Regions from separate parts of the Mus musculus genome. Here regions 2, 3, 4 and 5 are each linked to region 1. A link is a contact called in public ChIA-PET and promoter capture Hi-C data. All regions are on one chromosome and are shown on one strand. Each heading gives the region's core, a stretch centred on a gene start, on an enhancer-like site or on the middle of the called end of the contact. The rest is flanking DNA. Distances are from core to core; before and after follow the strand shown.

The links. Promoter capture Hi-C pulls out the DNA fragments that hold promoters and counts their contacts. ChIA-PET counts read pairs in DNA pulled down with a chosen protein or histone mark.
Region 2: a contact with region 1 is called in an RNA polymerase II ChIA-PET map of memory CD8 T cells, with 8 read pairs. The contact joins the promoter of Prkag2 here to the promoter of Abcf2 in region 1. A contact is called at or near these places in 3 of 39 promoter capture datasets (hippocampal neurons, liver and stem cell-derived epiblast-like cells) and 1 of 115 datasets of contacts at active chromatin or transcription factors (memory CD8 T cells).
Region 3: a contact with region 1 is called in a promoter capture Hi-C map of pre-B cells, with 4 times the contacts expected there. The contact joins the promoter of Rint1 here to the promoter of Abcf2 in region 1. A contact is called at or near these places in 7 of 39 promoter capture datasets (the C10 cell line, embryonic stem cells, erythroid cells and 3 more), 7 of 484 Hi-C or Micro-C datasets (CD4 T cells, LSK cells, embryonic stem cells and 4 more), 1 of 115 datasets of contacts at active chromatin or transcription factors (bone marrow-derived macrophages) and 2 of 9 other capture datasets (adipose tissue and liver).
Region 4: a contact with region 1 is called in a promoter capture Hi-C map of pre-B cells, with 3 times the contacts expected there. The contact joins the promoter of 1700096K18Rik here to the promoter of Abcf2 in region 1. A contact is called at or near these places in 6 of 39 promoter capture datasets (the 3T3-L1 cell line, the C10 cell line, erythroid cells and 3 more), 1 of 115 datasets of contacts at active chromatin or transcription factors (memory CD8 T cells) and 2 of 9 other capture datasets (adipose tissue and liver).
Region 5: a contact with region 1 is called in a promoter capture Hi-C map of pre-B cells, with 3 times the contacts expected there. The contact joins the promoter of Fam126a here to the promoter of Abcf2 in region 1. A contact is called at or near these places in 3 of 39 promoter capture datasets (liver, pre-B cells and stem cell-derived epiblast-like cells), 4 of 484 Hi-C or Micro-C datasets (CD4 T cells, CD8 T cells, the HPC-7 cell line and 1 more) and 1 of 115 datasets of contacts at active chromatin or transcription factors (memory CD8 T cells).

Annotation. Positions count from the first base shown.
Region 1 is chr5:24,574,471-24,578,999 of GRCm38.p6, forward strand. Abcf2 (ATP-binding cassette, sub-family F (GCN20), member 2) reads right to left here and starts at 2,997. Exons shown (of 14, transcript NM_013853.2): 1 at 2,877-2,997; 2 at 2,049-2,257. The coding sequence starts at 2,217.
Region 2 is chr5:25,099,282-25,103,563 of GRCm38.p6, forward strand. Prkag2 (protein kinase, AMP-activated, gamma 2 non-catalytic subunit) reads right to left here and starts at 1,361. Exons shown (of 16, transcript NM_145401.2): 1 at 730-1,361. The coding sequence starts at 843. Gm42232 (a long non-coding RNA gene) reads right to left here and starts at 722. Exons shown (of 2, transcript XR_880887.2): 1 at 572-722. 2900005J15Rik (RIKEN cDNA 2900005J15 gene) reads left to right here and starts at 1,694. Exons shown (of 1, transcript NR_027851.1): 1 at 1,694-3,726.
Region 3 is chr5:23,784,960-23,789,105 of GRCm38.p6, forward strand. It overlaps Rint1 (RAD50 interactor 1), which reads left to right and starts at 2,752. Exons shown (of 15, transcript NM_177323.4): 1 at 2,752-2,923; 2 at 3,331-3,376. The coding sequence starts at 2,882.
Region 4 is chr5:25,527,573-25,531,893 of GRCm38.p6, forward strand. 1700096K18Rik (RIKEN cDNA 1700096K18 gene) reads left to right here and starts at 2,446. Exons shown (of 1, transcript NR_027388.1): 1 at 2,446-3,894.
Region 5 is chr5:24,029,275-24,033,626 of GRCm38.p6, forward strand. It overlaps Fam126a (family with sequence similarity 126, member A), which reads right to left and starts at 1,416. Exons shown (of 11, transcript NM_053090.3): 1 at 1,205-1,416.

The sequences.
Region 1 (4,529 bases), core at 1,747-4,246:
TGCGAAGCAGATTCAGAGTTCGGAGGGCTTTACACAGTGCCATGACACAGACTAGCCTGACACCCTGCTTTCACAGACAGGCTTTTCTCAGCAGCCCTTTTGAGTCTATGCTCTCTCCTACCACTTCACTTTCCTCCACTGTTTCCCCCTTCACCATCTTCCATAGCTCTGGCCATGGATAAAGCTTCCCCATGGCCTAACTTGATCACACTAGCTGCCTTCTAGAATCTTATTTTGGGGACAATTCCTACCACTTGACATTTCTTCATCTGTTTAGTGCATCTATGGTGACTCTCTCTCTCTTTCCCTCCCTTTCTCTCTCTCTCTCTCTCTCTCTCTCTCTCACACACACACACACACACACACACACACACACCTCAAAACACAGTCCCTCAAATAAGAATCAACAGCTGCAATGACTAAAGTAGACATAAGTAACACTGCAAAATGACATGGGATAGCAAATGGGAACACAATCATGTGTGTAAACCTCAAGTTTGCACAAGAACTTAACGTGTAAAAGGACAATACCATGTGTGGTAAGATTCAAAGGGCAGTGAGCAGTCTACATGCAGCAGAAGGACTGTGCAGCTTTCCTGGGCAGTGAAGACAGGGTTAGACTGGGATGGTTGTTATCATACACTGCAATGTTTGCCCATGTCACAGTTAACTTAGCTGTCAACTTCACATAAACCTGGCAAGAGGAACCTCAACAGAAGAACTGCCTCATCAGGCTGGCCAATGACCATGTCTAGGGCATTTTCTTAATTTCTAATGAATGCAGAGGGTCCAGTGTAGGCAGTGAAGTCTTTAGCTGAGTGGGTCTGTGCTACATAAGCAAGCTAGTTGATGCCTGGTGTAGTGGCCCATGCCTTTAATTCCAGCACTCCAGAGGAAGAAGCAGGAGAATTTCTGAGTTCAAGGCCAGCTGGTCTACAAAGCAAGTTCCAGGACAGCCAGGGTGGTTACAGAGAAACTGTCTTGAAAAACAAAACAAAAGTCCTTGCCTGACTTCCCTCAAAAATGGACCTGGGAAGCTGGGTAGTGGTGGTGGCGCACGCCTTTAATCCCAGCACTCGGGAGGCAGAGGCAGGTGGATTTCTGAGTTTGAGGCCATCCTGGTCTACAAAGTGAGTTCCAGGACAGCCAGGGCTGTCTCGAAAAAAAAAAACAAAAACAACAAAAAAAGGACCTGGGAATATAAGAAGAAATGAACTTTTTCCTCTCAAGTTAATTTTAGTCAGAGTGTTCTGTCAGAGCAAGAGAGAAAGAAATAATAAAATAAATTTTCTGAGAGCAAACTATGTTTACAGTGTGAGTGAGTAGCTTATTTAATATGGAAAAATGCTACAATAAATCCCCTAAACCTAAGTAACAAAACCATAAATATATTATCAGAAAAATTACATGAAGATATATAACAATATGTTACACATTACTCATTGGTATAATCACTATCCCTGTGACATTAAGAGTACCATATGAGCCAGGGATGGTGGCTCACACCTTTAATCCCGGCAGCTAGGAGGCAGGGGCAGGTGGATCTCTCTATGATTTCAAGCAAGTCTAGTCTACAGAGTTCCAGGACAGCCAGGGTTACACAGAGAAACCCTTCTATCTCCAAACATCTGCCTCCCCCCCCAGAAAAGACAGCACCATATGGTAGAGCCTGTATACTCACCACCATAGGTAGGAAGAAAAACAGGAAATAGTACAAGTTGCCTTCCCTTTTATTGTCTACTGCAGCACCAACCAAGGTAGATCAAAAACTCCCATCTGTGTTTGCCACTTGAATTCAGTTTCCTTCATCAGTAACAAGTTTTAACTCTATGGGTGTGGGTGTCACCAAAAAGTTTCATGGCATATAAAGACATGTGTCTGTGGGTGCTTTACTCTGTTTAAAAAGATGGGGATGTGAGGACAGCCTGGCCTCAAACCTTCATCTTTTTACCTTAGCCTCCCAAATGCTGGAATTAAAGGCCTATGCATCTGCATCCAGATTCTGATCTTGGCTTCGAAAACCAGCTCAGGAAACTCACCCAACCTACCTCCATCTCCTGTGGTCTCTCTGCCATTGGCCTCCTCGATTTTCTCTTCTGCCACCTGAGGTTCTGTGACAGCATCTCCATTTTCTTCATGTCCCTTTCTGGGTCGCTGTCGGGCTTTGGCAGCCTCCTTCTTTTTGGCTGCCTTCTTCTTGGCCAGGTCGGAAGGCATGGTGATGAGCCACAGGGGTAGTTACAGTCCTTTCAGGAGTCTGAAGAAAAGCAAACAGATACTCCAAAATTCTAAACTTACAGGTAAGAATGTCTGAGTGCTATCCCATCCCTCCTTGGAATTTTCCTATCAAGCCTGTGGTGCCCAACTCTTGTCCCCGCCAACTTTGTCCGGGCTTCTCACACTCTCTCGACCGCTCCTCCAGCCTCATCTCCTCCCTTGGGGTTCGCGCGCCAATCCCCACCGCCGGCTTCACTCGGATGCGCTCTTCCCCCAGGGCCTTAGTGAGGGACCGCTCTGCCCCTCGTCTCCAGTTTCCGAACTTGGCGCTCGCGCACCTCTGCCAGCCGCCTCCTTTTCGGTTCTTCGCCAGGAGTTCGTCCCGGACCTCCCTTCCGTCCCTCTCATCCACCCCACCGACTGCGGCGCGGTTTCTCTCCCGGAACCACGAGTCCTCCCCAGCGGGTCCCTAAGGGTCTCTGCGCTCGCTGCCCCTAACCTCCCCCACACCCCGCTCGCCGGCGTCTCTGCCTGGGCCAGTTCTTTTCCCTTTCGGCCCTTTCCATTCCGACCCTGAGCTCCCTTCCGCTTCTCCTCCCGCTTCCTGCTCACGGGTCCACACTCTCCTCCCCTCCGGCGCCCCTTCCCCCTCAACTCACGGGGCCTCGCCGCTCGGCCTCTGTCGCAACAGAGCTGCTCCTTGAGCTCCTCCGCGTGCGGCCGGCTCCCCAACCAATCACGGCCCCGGGCGGCCCTTGGCGCGCTGCCGCGAGGGCTTCTGGAAAATGTAGTTCTCAAATCGTAAGAACTTAGGGCGGGACTCTCCTCCGGAACTACCACGATTCCCAGGTGTTGCGCCGTTCTAGTGACGGCATCAGAACGCGCGATGATTCTGGTTGGGGGAGGATTAGAGTCCAAGAGGCCCGTCCTACCAAGCCGGTTTGAAGAACTGAAAACTGCAAATCCCAGATTGCTCCTCGGAGAGGTGGGCTGGTCTCCCAAAGGATACCCCACCCCTAGCAGATAAATTTACCAGGCTGCTCTACTGGTTTAACCAGCAGGAAGTGCGACTAAGCTTCCCGGCCAGCGTCCTAAGAGTGCGAGACCAAACAATGAGAGAAGAGAGTTAGAAGGTGGAGGGGAAAGAAGAGCGAGTTGCTGCTGGGCAGGTGGCTCTGAAAGTGAGGTAACCCTTTGTAGACCACGCCAACAGAACTCTGTTCGAGAAAGGCATCCTCGTCTCATGGAACCGAAATTGAGAGCCTCGTCCATCGCTAACGAAACTTTTTGAAAGTGCCAGACGCTGTGCTGAACCTTGGTATCTTAGTCAAGAGTTTCTGGGTTCCACCAGAGCCATGCGAATGTGGTGGAAAAATCTAAAGTATAGGACCACTTTGCTGAGTTTAGCTCTATGGACACTTAGTTGTGACTTGTTTCATTTCCTTTGAGTCTCACTGTCTAAAATCTAAAGCAGACTTAGTGTTAGGAACATTATAAACTAGATCTGTAGCCTCATACACAAAACAACTCTACGACCCTTGCTTGCTACCTGTCCAGGGTCCTGTCCACTGGTGTGTCATCACTGATGACACAGAAGGAAGCAAACTTAGTGCCCCTGAGTGCATTCTCAGAAAGTGACCCCCTTTTCCTCTAAGGTCACCATGTTGCCAAGCTAAATAGAAATTAGGCGTGAAGATCATTGAGGGTGGACATCACAAGTAGCTTCAGAGCCTGCCCCCTGTGTCTTTGGCAGCACACTAATTTTAAGATGAAAACGGGCTAAAGAGATGGCTCAGCAGTTAAGAGCACTGACTGCTCTACTAGAGATCCTGAGTTCAATTCCCAGCAACCACATGGTGGCTCACAACCATCTGTAATGAGATCTGATGCCCTCTTCTGGTGTGTCTGAAGACAGCTACAGTGTACTCATACACATAGATAAATAAATGAAAGAAAAGGGAGGAAGGTAAAAGGAGGCTTTGTAACACACACACACACACACAGCTTTAAAAAAAAAAAAAAAGAAAAAAGAAAAGAAAAAGGAAATCCAAATGGGCCTGCCAATCGCCTAAACAGGAAACTGCGGCTGCTAAGGAAGTTGTCTGTTTCAGAAACGAAGCACTAGTATAAAACCCATGTGACCATTGTCCATTCCCACCAATGAGAAACATTTTCTTGGTCCATTGTCCACCTCTGCCTTTGAGGGTGTCCTCATTTTACTCTATGGTAAACTCTGTCTTCATTACTCAGTGCCTCATTGGAATTTATTCAACAGAGATGGCAATGACTGGAAAGCCTAAGGGAGTCTGAAT
Region 2 (4,282 bases), core at 111-2,610, 520 kb after region 1:
GGCAAACCAGACTGATGCTCAGCACTGAGCAAGCTATTCTGCATGCTGCTCCCTCCGGCTGTTTAAGTCAATGTCACCAGAGTCCAACCAAGGTGGCAGGGTATTCTGGGCTGAAGTTAGCAATAGCCCTGTATAGTAAGCCGAGAAAACCTCAAGCCCCCAAATTCCACGAGGCACAAAATATTCCTGGAGTCAAACCACGGGAATCACTGCAAAGGGCTCCAGCCGCGACTCACATGCATCCTGAAATTGGTGTGGAGGGAGAGCTATTTGGGGGTGCTGCCTCACCGTGGCACCCCGCGATATTCCCACCCACCACTCCTTTCCTCAGTCCCCGGTGGCGGCGGCGGCTCCTCAACTCACGCTTCCCCGCACTTCACAAGAGGTCCTTTTCAACAAAACAACACAACTCACCACCCCCCTCCCCAGCACCCGCACCGGCCCGATCCAGGGCTACGCCCAGTCCGCCACCAGGCTTTGCGCACCCGGGAGCGCGCTTCTCGTACTCGCTTCCCAGCAGACACCCTTGCCTCTGTCCTAGACAATCCCATAGCTCCACTATAGTACGGACCAAGATCCAATCTCGGGCTCTGCGGCCCAGCTTGGGCCCTGCCCCTCCCCCTCCCCAGCCTCCCGAAGGGACAGGAGGGACAGGACGGCGCGCGCAGAGTGTCCCTTGTTAACCGCCTAGGCGCCGCGGGAGTCTGGAGCTCCAGGGATGGGACTCACCGGAATGTGCACTCGCAGTGACCGCCTCTTCAGGCTAGGGTTCTTTTTGCCACTGCTCCCGCCCGGGCTGGAAACCTCTTTCTTCTTCTTGGTGTCCATGGCTGCGCTTCCCATAACTTTAGCTAGAAGTTAATTCCGGTGCCTCGTCCCCGGGGTTCGGTCCCCTCGCTGCCTCCCAGGACTGCTGCCGTTACACTGGAGCCACGCGCTTTTTATGACTGTCCTCCCACCCTGAAAACACCTCGTGGGGACTTCCGCGGGGAGGGCGGGTGGCGCAGGTAACACGCGGGGCTCCACCCGAGGGGCTGGCAGTCCGCGGAATGCCGGGTTGGAGCGTCCTCTTTCTCCTACGGAATCATTGGGTGCAGAGTCTCGGCCCGTGCTACTTTTGGTTACGCGTGGCAGAAGTCTTGTGCTGGGTGATAAAGTTTTCCTCCTTCTGCAAAGCGAAGCAACATTTTCCACCTCTCGGCTCCTCCCACAAATTCCCAGAGGTAGTCGGCCAGGCAGGTGCAATTAACAACAGCAATTTGGAAAACAGCCTTCTCGTGTCTGTGCCTCGATGGAAACGGTGGCCAGAGACACTTGGTAGAGAAATGCATAACCCTGGGCCGCACAATAAAGCGACAGGGAGCCTGGGACCCGGAGGGCCTCCTCTTTGGGCGAGAGGGAGGGCAGAGGGGGAAGAGGAGGTGCAAAGGCGAAGACTCGTCGCAATTGGGCTGGCGCGTGGCCGCAGGAATAAACTGTGGCGGCGGCTGGCTGGGTTCTGCGGGCCGAAGGGCGCGCCCCAGCCCCTAGGGGAGAATAGGGCAGGGCGCCCGCCCCGGGCGGCCTCTGAGCCGCGGCCCCCGGGACCCGGGGAACTGTGGGGGCCGGGTCTGGCACCAACGTAGGCTCTGGGAGCGCTGGGCGGTGGCAGGCGGCGCGCGCGTTGAACAGGAAGTGCGCGGCGTGCGGCGCCACTGTCCCACTCCACGCGGCCCACGCTGCCCCCGGGTGGTCGCCGTGCACTCTCTGTCTCAAGGTAGGCCAGCTCCGGACTCGCCAGGAGCTGATTCTGATCCATCTGGTTTTGCTGTGTCTCTGTTTAGGTCCAGCCCCCGGAAACACACACCCGCAGCCCGACCACGCCACGATTGAAGCCCCGGGTCAAAGTGGTTCGGGTGACCGCACTCGCTTCTCGCAACGCCGCCCCCCTGCGGCGTAGGGAACCCCATCCTGTCCAGAGCGGCCTGTGGCGTGGTGAGTGCAGGCTTTTCTCCACAACTTGGTTCTTTTCAGATTCATCAAAGATTGCGCAACAAACCTTGATCTTTGGCAAAGGCGCTCTGGTCTCAGTAAATGCTGAAGTCCTAAAACCACGAGAGGAAATGGGTGCGTCGGAGCCTGAAACCAGGGCGAACACGCCACGTGCTCCCGGATCTTCAGAGCCACTGGCTGCAGATCTGGTACTGCGGGCTGCTCAGGGCCCTGGTGTTCCTCCCAGGCAGCAGGACCTTGGCTTCTGGTCTGAGTGAGGGGCGTGCTTCCTCTCCTGCTCAGAATTGAATACCGGCTGACCCCAGTGATCACTCCAGCTCTTTGAAGCTAACATCAGCCCACCTGCTCCCTGTAAACAGTAATACACGGACAGTACCTATAGCATAAACGTGATAGGGGTTCCTTTGACGAAGACATGACACGGGTAAGGAGATGGCCTTTACTCCTCTTCCTGCTCTCCCACCGTAGAGGATGTGGTTACCACTTTAAGACCATGATTTAGTAAAGGACCTGTCTGTCCCATGAGAAACCCATTGCTGGGTCCAGCAATCCCCTGGATTTCCACGGTACCAGCCAAGTTCCTGCAAATTAGGTAAAACCCTACAGCTGGGGGGAAGGGGGCGATCCTTGGTTCATCAGGTAAGTTTGTATACATCCTGCTACCACACTTTCAAAACAAGAATGAAGTACACCTCCTCCCCAGAGCCCCCAACCAGTATCCCTAAGCAGCTTCTGGAGAGTCCTCTGAAGGTTCTAACCCGGTGTCGGTGTCGTCACCCTCCTCCCCAGCCTGGCTCCTCACTAAAGGACTCCCAGGACCCCAAAAGACATCATTCTACTGAGGGTTCAGACTGCTTCTTAGAAGCAGAAGTGAGAGGTTTGGAGGGACGCAATACCAACGTCCAAGGAGGCTACCCTCAGCCACTAAAAAAAGAAAAGAAAAAATCACTCCAGGTTTGTCAAGTGTTCTCTCTCTGTAGGTTGGAATGTTCATCTCTTCATGATGGTGTGCCAGGATGCATAAATGGTACCATGTGATGAGAAAGAAGTGGCTTTGAAAGAAGCAGCCATCAGAAGAGACCAAGAAGACAGAGGAAAGGACTCTGAGGGGAACGTACATGCTCCTTCTATCACCACCTTTCCCTTGGGGTGTGCGTGTGTGTGTGTGTGTGTGTGTGTGTATGTGTGTGTAGCTTGTGTGTGTGTGCACTTGCCTGTGGTAGCTTGTGTGTGTGTGTGCACTTGCCTGTGGTAGCTTGTGTGTGTGTGTATACTTGCTTGTGGTAGCTTTGTGTGTGTGTGTGTATGTGTGTATACTTGCCTGTGGTAGCTTGTGTGTGTGTGTGTGTGTGCACTTGCCTGTGGTAGCTTGTGTGTGTGTGTGTGTGTATGTGTGTGTGTGTGTGTGTGCACTTGCCTGTGGTAGCTTGTGTGTGTGTGTGTGTGTGTGTGCACTTGCCTGTGGTAGCTTGTGTGTGTGTGTGTGTGTGTGCACTTGCCTGTGGTAGTTTGTAAATATCAGAGGCTGAGAGGCTGATTTCAGGATATCCTCTTTAATCCTCTCTCAAACCTTTTTGTTGTTATTTTGTTTGTTTGTTTGTTTGTTTGTTTGTGGGTAGTTTGTTTTGTTTTTTCAAGACGGTGATTTTCTGTGTAGCCCTGGCTGTTCTGGACACTCAAAGACCTGCCTGTCTCTGCCTCCCAAGGGCTGGGATTAAAGGATTTAAATCTCTTGATTTTATCTTTTGGAGTACAGACTTTGGGGCCTTGGAATCCTAAATCTAAATGTTGGGCCTTGCGATGGCTATAAAAGCGCTTGCAAGCCAGCCTGACTAACCTGAGTTAAATCCCCAGAACCCATGTGAACGGCTGATGTGCAGCTGCAATCCCAGCACCCCCATCGGCCAGTACACAGTGCACCAGCAGTAATGAGAGAGACCCCGCTTCAAAAAAGCAAGGTGAAAAGAGAGGACCGATTCCTGAAACGTTGTCTTCTGACCGCCACATGAGGGCCGTGGCACATGCCTACCTGTATACACAGACAAACAAGACAGACAGACAGGCACACTCACATGCACACACACACACTCACACACACGCACACACACACACGCACATACCTTTTAAGAGTACTTACTTGCTCTTGTAGAAGACTCAGGTTCAGTTCTCAGCACTACATCCCAGTCGAGAAGCAAAATGCCAAGAGTGTAAGAGTTAAGATAAAGCTGATCTGATGGTACATGTCTGGCCTTCAGCTACTGAGGAACTGAGTTAAGTTCACTAGTTCAAG
Region 3 (4,146 bases), core at 1,502-4,001, 790 kb before region 1:
CCTCTCCTTCTACCTTACATGGTTTCTGGGGACGGAAGCCAAGTCGTCAGGCTTGCTTGGCAAGTGCCCTTACCTCCGATCCATCTCCATGGCCCCTTCACCCTACTTTTTGTAAATAATTTTCATTGATCCTGGAGCTCAACTGGACTGGTTAGCTGGCAAGTCGAAAGATCTTATCTCTGTCTCTCTACTGCTTGGATTACACAGATCTGCTGTGACCAGCTTTCTACATGACTAGCAGGATCTGAACACAGGTCCCCACTGTATTGACTAAACTGTCTCCTGAGTCCCACACTTGCTTTTAAAATATGGATTTAGTAGAAAGATCCAGCTAAATGAGTCACTTCTTAGTTACTGTCCTACTGCTATGATGAGACACCACCTCCAAAGGAAATTATAGAAAGAAGAGTTTATTGGGTCTTACAGTTTCAGAGGGTGTGTCCACAGTAATCCTGGCAGCTGGTAGGTAGGCAGCAGCTGGGAGCACACATCTTTGTCCACAAGTACACAGCGGAGAAAGTCAGGAATGGTGTGGGCTTTTGAAACTTCAAAGCCAACTGACTGTGACAACCTTGTCCAACAAGGCCACACCTCCTCCAACAAGGCCACTCCTCCTAATGCTTCCCAAACAGTTCTATCAACTGGAGACCAAGTATTCGCACACATGAACCTATGGGGGCATTCTTATTCAAATCACTACAGTCACATATATTTAGTTCAGACTTGTGGCTTCTACATTGTCTTCCTCTAAGATTATTCTCTGTAGTTACCTACCTAAATTCTTTCATTTGTCTTTAATCATTTTATTAATTCTTTCTTTCTGTTTTTTTTTCCTTTTTAAGATAGATGCTCAGTATATAGCCCAGGCTAATCCCAAATTCAAGAGCCTCCTCCCTCAGTCTCAAAAGCACTGCAATTATAAACTTGTGGCATCATGCCTAGCCCATTTCACTAATTCTTGTACAGCTGCACATTCTTGGGGCTAGGGTAAATTAATACCTTAATGTCCTAAGGTCAGCAGACTCAGATACAGCTATATGGTATAATATAGCCTAGATCCTGTTTTAATTTTAAATTTTTAAATTTTATTATTTTTATTTTTTAAAGTGTGTGGATGTTTGCCTGTATGTGTGACTGTATACCAGGTGTGTGTCTGGTGTCCAGAGAGTTCAGAGAGAGAGTCAGATACCCTAGAATTGAGTTACAGACAGAGAGCTGTCAGCTGCTGCGTGGGTGCTAGAAAGTGAACCTGGATTCTCTGAAAGAGCTGCTAGTACTCTTAGTTGCTGAAGCCATCTCTCCAGATCCTGTTTGTCTGTCTGTCTGTTTGTTTATACGGGGTTTCACTATATAGCTCTGTCTATCCTTCAACTCACTATGTAGATGAGGCTGGCCTTGAATTCATAAAGATTCACCTGCCTCTGCCTCCTGAGTTGTGGGATAAAAGGCATGCACCACCATACCCGGCTCTTATTTATTTATTTTTTTTCATTTTATGTGTATGGGTGTTTTGTCTGCATGTATGTCTACACCTCAGTGAGTTTTCTTCTCACGGAGTAGTTTCTGTTTCCTCTAAAGATTTTTGTTTGTTTGTTTGCTTGTTGTTTTTTTTTTTTCTGTTTTCTCCCCATTTGTTTGGTCTCAAAGGCATTGCCTTCCAGGGTTTGCCTGTCAAATTTCCATGTTCTCTACCTATCCCTTGCTTCTAAGTAATTCAGTTCCTCCTCCCTGGAAAACAGTAGAGGTTTAGGGGGCTTTGCCCAGCAAACTGGATGCCAGATTTTGAGTGCTCTTTCTCTGTCTGACTCCCAGAATGTTTCAACCCTCCTACAAACAGATCTGGACCTTCCAGTTCGAAAATATATGAAGGAGTGTTCCTTTTGTCTAGCTGTCCTTCAAAGCTTACTCTTGAGTCTACAAAAGAGGTTACTTAGTCCCTACCTTTTAAATGGAGTATTTTTTTCTGTACAACGCTTAAACAGTAATAACTATTAGTTACAGGCTGAGGCAGGCGGATTTCTGAGTTCGAGGCCAGCCTGGTCTACAGAGTGAGTTCCAAGACAGCCAGGGCTACACAGAGAAACCTTGTCTCGAAAAACCAAAAATAAATAAATAAATAAATAAATAAATAAATAAATAAATAAATAAATAAATATTAGTTACCTTTGCACGTAGACTTTTGTCTCTCTAAGACTGTGAAATATAGAAAGAGCACTTTGACACTCCTACCTAGTACCACGTGGGCCAAGTATGGAACTCCGGTGTCTTGGTGGCAAATGCTTTTATGCGCTGAGCCATTTTGAGATAGGTGTTGTTCTAGCTGATACCGAATTCACTTTATAGAGCAAGCTGGCAGGGACTAGTGGCAATCTTCCCGCCTCCGCTCCCGACTTGTGGCTCACCATCCTAAGGGTATCATGAGTATTTTCTCCTCCCCTCCTTCCTCTCCCCTCCTTGAATTCAGTGTGTAGCTGGAGTTGACTTTGAACTACTGGTTTTCCCGCCTTCACCTCCCAAACGGTGGAATTCCAAGTGTGAGACACCATGCCAGGGCCGAATTTTATTTTTAGTAACTCCAAAGAAGTGGAGAGAGCTCCTGCACAGAACTCAGCAGCCTGGGAAGCAGTAGGGCTGCCAGGTTCCCTGAGCGGCCAACATGACATCCAACCAGCAGGGGGCGCCACAGAACAGGACAGCGGCGCGCAGATATGCCTCTCTAGGCCAAGAGAACGGAACCAGAGAGTCGGTGATAGGAAGTCGAGGTGGCGCTCAACCCTGCGTCCCAGAAGGCTGGTCTGGTCGCCCAGTCTGTGTGTTCCCTAGCCGGACTCTGCAGGCCGGGCTGGCGGTGCATGGAATCCAGAATTCGTGCGGAGGCAGGATGCTTGCGGCTGACGATATCGGCGAAGTGCCGGCAGCCCCGGTGAGGCGTCCCTGGAAACCCGGGGAAGGGACGCTGGTGACCCTGCGAGGTGGCACAGACCCCACCTCCGCCCCGGGGACAGGTTACCTTGGAAGTGGTTTGGCGGTGGTTCCCACGGCCGGAAGCAGGCAAGGGAGTCCCTGGGGAGGTAGTCACAGTGCAATGTCCGATGTCCCAGAAGATGACAGTTTTGAGAGTTGGCGGGAAAGTGGCCTCGGTGCCCGGGCAGAGTAACTCGGACCCTGGGGAGGTGGTCCAGACCTCTGGGAAGGTGGCAGTAGTGTCAGGCATGCCCCTGGGAGAGGCGCCTAGGACCTCTCCGCCCGTCAGTATGGGACCTTTCGGAGCGCTGTATGAATTCCACTTACTTCAGTCTAACTTGTTTGCCACACCTGTTTTTCTGCCAGTGCTGCCCCGAGAGTGGTGACGAAACGAAGAACACAGACGTGAAAAGTAAGCAGGCTTTAAACCCTTAGTTCTTTTTGTCTAGCTGCCCTTCGAAGCTCGCCTTTTCAGAGTCTGCAAAAGAGTTTCTTAGTCTGCTATCTTTTCAATGGAGTATTCTTTCTGTACAATGTTTAAACAGTAATAAATATTAGTTATCTTTGCACGTGGACTTTTGTCTCTCTAAGACTGTGAAATATAGAAAGAGCACATTGACGCTCCTTCCTAGGACAGTGACTGGTTTGGCTTCACTGGGACCTGCCATTTTAATGAACTGTCAGCTCGTTATCAGGTATTTAGAGGGGTTATGCTGGTCACTGTTACTGGGTTCTAGGAAGAGGTTTGATAATAGGTTAATTGTACTTTTGCCTTCAGTGAGTAAGTAATTACAGTTTGCTGCAGGTAGCCCACACCTTAGGTCCCAGGGCTTGGTCTGGGTAGGTGACATGGAAAAGACCCAGTACCTAGGACAGGAAACTATGTCAGACTCCTGGATATTTGTTATTTCACTTGAGATAAGCGTAGCAGGTTATTAGGAATCCAGCACCCTGAAGGGGCTGTTTTTGTTTCTCTCTCTCTCTCTCTCTCTCTCAATCTCTCTCTCTCTCTCTCTCTCTTTAACCAAGGTGGAGCGTAACCCAGGTTCGCCCCAGACTTTTGTGTGACTAAGGATGACCTTGGACTCCAGATCCACAGTCTTCTATTTCACAGATGTCACATGCCCAACCTCTTTAGGAGCTTTTGAAGTATTTTTTAAAGATTTATTTATTATTATATCT
Region 4 (4,321 bases), core at 1,196-3,695, 950 kb after region 1:
AGAAGGCTTCAGATGGTGCAGCATGCTTTGAAGGAAGTAACTGGGAGAGGACAGAAAGTACCTGGTTGGGGGCAGGGAAAGGACCCATTTCAGATCAGCTGACACTGAAGGCTGGCCTGAGAAGTCAGAAGAGATGCAGCTCCACACACAAGCCCCGAAGCCTCAAGTGCAAAGTTGGAAATGGGAAGCCCTGAGGGAAGGTTCTCAGTGTGCCTGGACTGCGCAAGCTAGGCACCTACAGAGCTGGGCCTCCCCCAGCCAGGATCCCGGAGCTCTGCAGACCTCGGGATGCAACCTAAAAGGCCACTTCTGTCAACTGGAATGCCTTAATGAGCCTGACAGGGCAATCTGCGGAGCCTGACCTGCATGCACACAAGATCATCTACTTTAGTAATTTTGAAAAAGTCATGGGTGTGGAGAGGGAGTGGCAGAGTAAGTGGGTCAGGGTCTTCTGTGGCCCAGGCTGGCCTTGAACTCCTGATTTTACTCCAGCCTCCCCAGCACTGGGATCTCAGGCAAGACCACCACACTCAACAGCTGTTTTGTTTTTGAGCTGGTTTCAAATAGCTCATACTGACCTTGAACTCCCCATGAGGCTGGCCTTGAATTCTTCCTGCCCCCAAATCCCAAATGCGGAGAGTACCAGAATTACCACAGTGGGGATTAAGACAACCCCCAGAAGACAGGGTTTCAATGCACAGCCCTGACAGGCCTGGGATCTGTAACCCTTCCTCTGCTCACCAGCAAAGGCTAGGCCAGTTTCAAATTTCAACTAAATTTCTCTTGGAGACTACATTGCACTGTGCAGTTTTATCAGTTTATTTCTTCTCTCTCCCCTCCCCCTCCCCCCCACCCCTTGGTTTCTCAGTGTAGCCCTGGCTGTCCTGGAACTCACTCTTGTAGACCAGGCTGGCCTCAAACTAAGAAATGCGCCTGCCTCTGCCTCTCATGAGCTGAGATTAAAGGCATGAGCCACCACTGCCCAGCTTATTTCTATTCTCTAAAACGATTTAAAAAAGCTAGCTCAATTATAGAAAGTACACATGTAAATTTTAAATGTCAATATTGCATAAACAATGGAAATTTGACTGCTACTCAGGAAAGGCAGCCTATTATTTTTGGAGTAACAAATTTGGTCACTTTAGGAACTAAGTCCTGGGACTGCAAAGATGACTCAGGTTCACAGCTCTGGCTCTTCCAGAGGACTTTAGTTCAATTCCGAGCACCCACAAGGTAGCTTGCGACTGTAACTCCGACTGGAATCTAACATCCTTACACAGACATACAGGCAGGCAAAACACCAATGCACATAAAATGAAAATTAATTAAAAAAATTCAATCCCAGGGTGGAGAGATGAAACCTTCTGCAGAGGAGCCCCCAAGTTAGGTGGCCCACAACCAGCGGCTCCAGGAACCCAGCGGCCGCCCTCTCTGGCTTCTGCAGTCAAACCCCGTACCAAGGAACTAGCGAGTTCCAAACCAGTCAGAGATACAAAGGGAGAGGTGAGATCCTGTTTGAAGAAACCTCCAAACCTAAGACACACCCAAAGAAAAGCACTACCCCCACCACCATCAACAACAAAATGTTTGAATGATCTGGGCCGTCCAGTTCCTTTCTGGAACCAAAACCAGCTAATATTGATATTGACGTTTATCACTTAACCCCTCTCCCTGATTTCGAAATGAAGTCTGTTCCACTCAGCCGAATTTAAGGAGAGGTGTGAGGGAATGAAGGCGGTGTGCGTGGGGGCTGGGGAAGAAGGAGTTGAAAGGGGCGGGGTGCGGCGGGGTACAGAGGCAAATGTAGATCGCTGCTACATTGAGTTTGGGACCGGGACCAGGTATCGAGGCCCGGGCTCCCAGACCCAAAGAAAGCAGGAAGAAACGCAGCAAAGAGGGAGGGAAGCCGACAGAAACCGGAATGCCCACGGGAACAAACTCAACAGTGACCAGCTGGAATCCACCGCGGACCATAGGAGGCAAGGCGCCTGGCGCGAGGGGCCAATAGGAGGACGAGCCGAAAGAGGGGCGCTGCAAGGCCAACCCGAGGACCAGCAAGACTGGGGGCGGGGCCTCTGGGACGAAGCCAATGACTGGGAGAGCGGCCTGGGACGCGTGGCCAATGGCAGGGCGAGCTGGGTTGGGGCGTGGCCCCTGGTTTGAAGCCAATGGCAGGGAGTACAGCTTGGGCGAGGCCAGTGGGAGCTCGAGGGTGGGGGAGGAGCCAGACCCGGAAGACAGTGGGGGCGGGGAGCCGCGATGACAACCTGTCAAGTCCACTTCGGGACGAACTAGGTCACGCGCTTCTTGTAGCTCCGGCGCCCCCGCCCCGCGAGGCCCTGCGGGTGGCCCCGGGGCCGGGCCGCACCGCTTCCTCTTCCTGCCCGCGGGGGTGGGGGCGGGGCGGACACCTGCCGTTCGCCGGCCCGCTCCAGCCTTCGGGCTGCCGAAGGTCTCCTAGCCTTCGGGCCAGTGCCCGCCGATCCTCCGGGAGCCAGGTCCGCGATCTCCGGCGCCCGCCGTGGGCTCGGGAAAGCGCACAGCGCACTACTTGTCGCGGAGGGATCCGGCCCCTGAGTTACCTGTTCTCCACTCGGAGCTGACCTCGGTCCAAGGGCCCGCAAGTCCGCCTCACCGAGAAGTAATACAGGTTCGGATCCGCGCCGCCGACCTCACAATGGCGCGGGCGTCCAGCCACTGTCACGCAGCATCCCGTGCGATTATTCGCCCAGAGCCTCACTGCTTAGGGGACCACGGCGGGGCCCTTCTCCCTCTCGCTCATTCAGAAGATGAGAACGTCCCCGCACGACACAACGACGCTGTTTTAACAATACCCAACTAACTCTGCTCTTCCAAACTGCACACACTTAAAGGTGACATGGCCACAGACGCTGGGTTGCAATACTACGCTGGAATTCTGCACTAATTATTTAAAAGCTTTCTTACAGTACTACAGCGAAACGACCGGTTACAAACCTTTCATTTTCGTTCGAACACCGTACTCTAACCAATGGATATTTTGTGAATACTTCTATTCAGTATCTCTAGATTTTTAAAAAAAAAAACCCAAATGTAAAGAAAGACATTACCAAATGAGTGGTTCATCAGTGAAATAATTTGTTTTGCCTTTACATTTTAGCCTTTTTGGAAGGCACATTATTTGCAGTATACACAGATATAAATTTTGTACATTTAAAATAGCCTGTATAGCCTTTTTGTCGTTCTTTCTTGAAGCCCCTCCCACTCTGAAGATTCTTTCGCTTCTATTAATTTTAAGTCTGGTTAAAAAAATAGTGCTTGAGGCCATCCTGGTCTACAGAGTGAGTTCCAGGACAGCCATGGTTAAAAGAGAAACCCTGTCTCAAAAAAACCAAAACAAACAAAAAAAAAATAGTGCTTAAATTAAACATAAAAACAATTAGCATTTACATTTGAATAATGCTTCTTCATGTTTATTACCATGTACATTACTAGGAACTGGAAGTCCAATCTTGTAAAAAATTAAAATTCAAGACAGGCCTTTATAGTGAGGTTATTGTCTTTTCATTATAACTCATTTTTTACAGCCAGCTAATTTTCCAGAGGGAATTACTGTTCCTATCTTTAGTCAATTTGGTTAAGAATTCTTTGCCTTTAAATATATAAAAATGTTTGTGTATGATTTTATTTTTCTGTGAGAGCATTAAGGTTAGAGGACAACTTGTGGGCATGCTATTCTTTTACCTAGGAATGGAACGCATTTCCACCCTGTGACAGGGTCTCATGTATCCTTAGATAGCCTGGAACTCACCTGTATAGATCACATTGACTGAAATTTCAGAGATTCCTCTGCCCCTCTATTCCTGGGATTAAAGGTGTACAACACTGCCACCAGCATTAAAAATTGTCTTTATACGTCTCTGGTTTTTTTTTTTTTTTTTTTTTTTTTTTTGGTTTTTCGAGACAGGGTTTCTCTGTATAGCCCTAGCTGTCCTGGAACTCACTTTGTAGACCAGGCTGGCCTCGAACTCAGAAATCCACCTGCCTCTGCCTCCCAAGTGCTGGGATTAAAGGCGTGCGCCACCACGCCCAGCACGTCTCTGTTTTTACATTACCTATATGTAACTGTCCACTGAGGCCAGAAGAAAGTCGTGGATCCCTGGAGCTTGGGTTAATTCCAAAAGGTTGTACGCCAGCTTTTGGTACTGGGAAGTGATCTTGGGTCCTTGGAAGAAGCAGCAAGCACTCTTAACCCAGGAGACAGCCTCCTGGCCACACCTCCCTTTTGTTTTTAATTTCCAAGATTTTGAAGTCTTTTCCCATTGAAGGCTGTTTAATTCTT
Region 5 (4,352 bases), core at 166-2,665, 550 kb before region 1:
GTACTTCAAAAACGTGATACAAAGAGTCATCTTATAAACCTTAAAATGTATTCACCTAAAGGGGAAAAGTGGTCACAAACGATCGGGGGTGGGGGTTGGGGGGAGGAGGCTGGTGCCATTGGCAACAGAGCAGTCCTAGGAAAACACACCTCCCAGAACTATCGCATTGTTTCAAGGTTACCCTAATCTTTGTGGCTTTATGTAGATAAAAGTTGTAACAACTGAAAACCTCAAACTGCAACGCGTGGCATGAACCACAGGGCTGGCACATCTCCTGCAAAACCTACCTTGTTACCCAAAGGACACCCAGTGTACAGAAAGCCAGTGTTACCCTGCATGCAACCAGTAGCAGTCTCTGTATCGCAGCAGCACTCCCCCTACCTGAGCAGTGGAGCCGCTGCCCGCGTGCAATAGCGTTTTATCCCAGAAGCGATTCAGTGCAGTGCAAAACCACTAGGGCCAAATTCTTCAGGAACCTCTAAACTCTAAAGGTACAAAGCAAACACATGCACGCTGCAGGGCAGAGACCCAGTTTTGCTGAAGCTTGCAAACCTGGGGTGTTTTCGTGCGGGGAGGGGGGGGGCAAGGAAGGAAAAAAGAACGAAAGGAAGAAAAGAAAGAAAAAAGAAAGAAGCTTACAAAAAAACAAAAACAAAAAACCGTTCAGTGGACAGAAAACCCTGTCGATCCTCGAGGGCGGTCACAGCAGCCGCAGAAGAGGCAGAACTCCAGGGTCCAGCGCGGCGCAGGCAGAAGAGGAGCTCTCCTGGTGGTGGACAGACAGACCGGTCTGGCACTCCGAACCCCCAGCCCCACGGGATTCAAGACCCGAGCGAGCACCGCTCTGAAGAGCACCGGGTCTGCGGAGCCAGCGTGGGCGGCGAGGCCAGGCTTTGGGCGGCGCGGACGGGTGGGCAGTGGCCATAGGCTACGGTGGGCTCTGTGCTAGGCCGACCCTGGGGCACCCCCAGCTCATCGCCCAACCGGGAACGGAGCCTCGTTCACAGCGGGCAGCCGGCCGCGGCCAACTTAGGGTTCTCGGGCCGCGCCTCGCGCGGGAGCCGTTACCCGCAACGGGCCGCCGCCCCAGGACGAAGTCCTACCCGCCGCCGGCAACAGCTTCAGCCCCGCTCCTCCCAGACCAAAGAAAGTTCTCGGTCTCCCGGCGCCTCAGGGGCCGGCGTACGGCTCGCGGCAGACTCACCAGAGCAGCTCCGGACCTACCGCGGCCTCCCCCCACGACCACGGCGACCACGGCGACCACGGCGACCGGGCGACTGCGCTCCGCCGGCAGCCGCGCCACCTGCCCCTCTCCTTCTAGCAGCACGAGTCCGGGCGAGCCATCTTCCCTCCTCTCTCTGACTGACAACCCAGCCCGGACAGCCGCCACTGCCGCCAGCCTCTCTGACAGGCACCACCAGAGACCCGTCCCCAAGCAGCCAACCACCACCGTCCCACACTGGATCAGCCTATCACTGACCCCCAGGGTGGGCCCAGAACAACTTCTCCACCAATGAGAATCTGAAACTATTGATGGGGGGGGGGCGATTTGAGTGGGCGTGGTCTGCGCGATGGGCGTGGTCCGGGAACGCCCAGGGGAGACGATTGACTGTGTGGTTAGTGGTGACAACTAAGAAGTTCCATGAAGGTCTCAGGATCTCTCTGAGCCCTTTAGACCTTAAGTCTTACCAGATGCTTTAAAACGTAATCAGAAAAGGACAGCAAGCTGATATTCAATTACTCGAATCATTTCCCAAAAGTATATCAAAATTTGACCGGATTCTGGGGGGTGTGTGTGGGGTGTGTGTGTGTGTGTGTGTGTGTGTGTGTGTGTGTGTGTCTGTGTGTGTGTGTGTGTGTCTGTCTGTCTGTCTGTCTGTCTGTCTGTCTGTCTGTGTCTGTGTGATTTCGGAAATAGCAATTAAAATACTACCTTTTCTTATGTTCATTGCTTTTGACTTTAGCCTTGAAAATTTCAAATATGGTGTCTAAAAGACAACTGAAGAGTTAAAAAAAATATTACTGCTTTTGCACCCATGTGGAAGCTCACAACCTCTATAACTTCAGTCTCAGGGGATCAGTAGCCCTCTTCTGGCCTCTGCCCTCATCCAGGTACACATGCACCTAACACACACACACACACATAAATTAAAAGAATTTTAATAGTAAAAGGGAGGATGGAGAGTTGGCTCAGAGCTTAAGAGCACTTGCTGATCTTCCAGATGAATGGGGTTCAGTTCCCAGCACCCACATCAGGACTCTAGTACAGCAGATCTGACACTTCTGGCCTCGAAGGTATCTGCACACATATGGTACACATACATACATACACACTCAGCCATACATATATACACATTAAATAAATAAATATTTTTCTTTAGAAAAAAATTAAGTATATTTCTCTACTTTTTTCCATAAGCCATTTTTCGTCTTCCACACCTACTTATCCTACAGATAACGTTTTATATATATATATATATATATATATATAGCCAATACAGCATATGCTCCGAGCTCCCCCTATTACAACCCTCTCAACTCAAATCTGGTTGAATTAGAAAGAAAGAGAGAGAGAGAGAGAGAGAGAGAGAGAGAGGAAGGAAGGAAGGAAGGAAGGAAGGAAGGAAGGAAGGAAGGAAAGAAAGAAAGAAAGAAAGAAAGAAAGAAAGAAAGAAAGAAAGAAAGAAAGAAAGAAAGAAAGAAAGAAAGAAAGAAAGAAAGAGAGGAAGAAGGCAAATTTCAACCTGGAAGAAAGGAAGTCATTCTAAGTTAATGCTAGAGATGACAAAATGTCTCCCAAAACACTAAGCAAGTTTTTAAAACATACCAAAGAAATAATAAGCACATATTATATACATATACACATACACATATACATATATATATATTGAACATTGTATATACATATGTATATACATACATGAAGTCAACCAGGCCATGTTGTTAGGCTTCATTAAGCACATTGCAAAAACAAGATGATGGTGTTAAATCCAACACAACCATGCCCAATGGGCAAAAAGAACACAAGGCAAGAAAAATGAAGAGTTCCACAGGGAAGATGTCTGAGTCTATCTGAAAAGATGGGTACATCTGAGATGAAAGGGCAAGCCTCTACTCCCAGCTACCAGCACATGTTTGAGGCTAGCCTGGGCAACTTGGTAAGAGCCCATCAAAATTATTTTTACAAAGGGCAGAGGGTAAAGTTCAGCTGTAGAGCACCGGCTGGTATGTGCTAAGCCCCAAGTTCAATATTTAGTACCAAAAAAACCAAATGTTTTAAGTCAAGGGCCATTTCAGAAAGAGAGCAGCATGCCCTAAGTCACAAAGTGGCCAGGAAGCACAAGAACGAGTGTGGCGAAGGGTGAAAGGTCACACACCAGCTTACAGCAAAACTAGCTATAGGCATGATAAAAGATGCTTACACCAGCACCATTCACAGTGGGGCCTGCAATGCTGGGAGTGGTCTCTATGGCATTGTCCAAAATGGCAACAACTCACTAAATCTGGGTATTGAGCACTTGGGATAGGGTATGGTTTGGGTTTTGGTTTCTTTTTGTAGAGAATCTCTTCTAAGCATCATCTGTCAATAAAAAATGTCTATAGCCAATGAGTTGAGGCAGGAAATAGGAGGTGGGGCACTGGCAAGATGAAAGAGGATTCTGGGAAACAGGAGAGGTATAAAGAAGAGATTCAAGGGAACCGCTGAGGAAGATGCTAAGGAAGAAGCAGGTCTGGCCTGAAGGAGAGGTAACTAGTCATGCAGATAACATAGGATGGTGTGAATGGGTTAAATGAGTTATGAGCTCGTTAGAGAACAAGCCAAAGCATATGGCCAAGGCATTTTATAATAAGTAATTAATCTCAGAGTTGACATTCCAGGAGCAGAGGCTTCAGGAAAAAAAAAATGGATTTTTTTTTTTTTTCAGAAAGGGGAGATTCACCTGCGAATATGTGGTGAGATGGATGCCTGGCACCTGAGCACAGGTAACCAGCCATGTGGCAGAATGTACATTCAAGTAAATGGGTTAATTTAAGTTATATCTAGCCAGAGAAGAGCCTAACTATATGGACAAGGTATTTGTAAATATATTTTGTGTCTGAGTCTTATTTCTGGGAGGATGGGACTAGGAAGAAGAACTAGACCTAACTTCTACATCTTAAAAAATTTATTGGTGTGTGTGTGTGTGTGTGTGTGTGTGTGTGTGTGTGTGTGTGTGTGTGTGTGTGTGTGTGTATGTGTGTGTGCATGTGTGTGTATGTGTATATGTGTGTATGTGTGTGTGCATGTGTGTGTATGTGTGTGTGTGCATGTGTGTGTGTGTGTGATACATGTGCATAGGTGTGTATGTGCT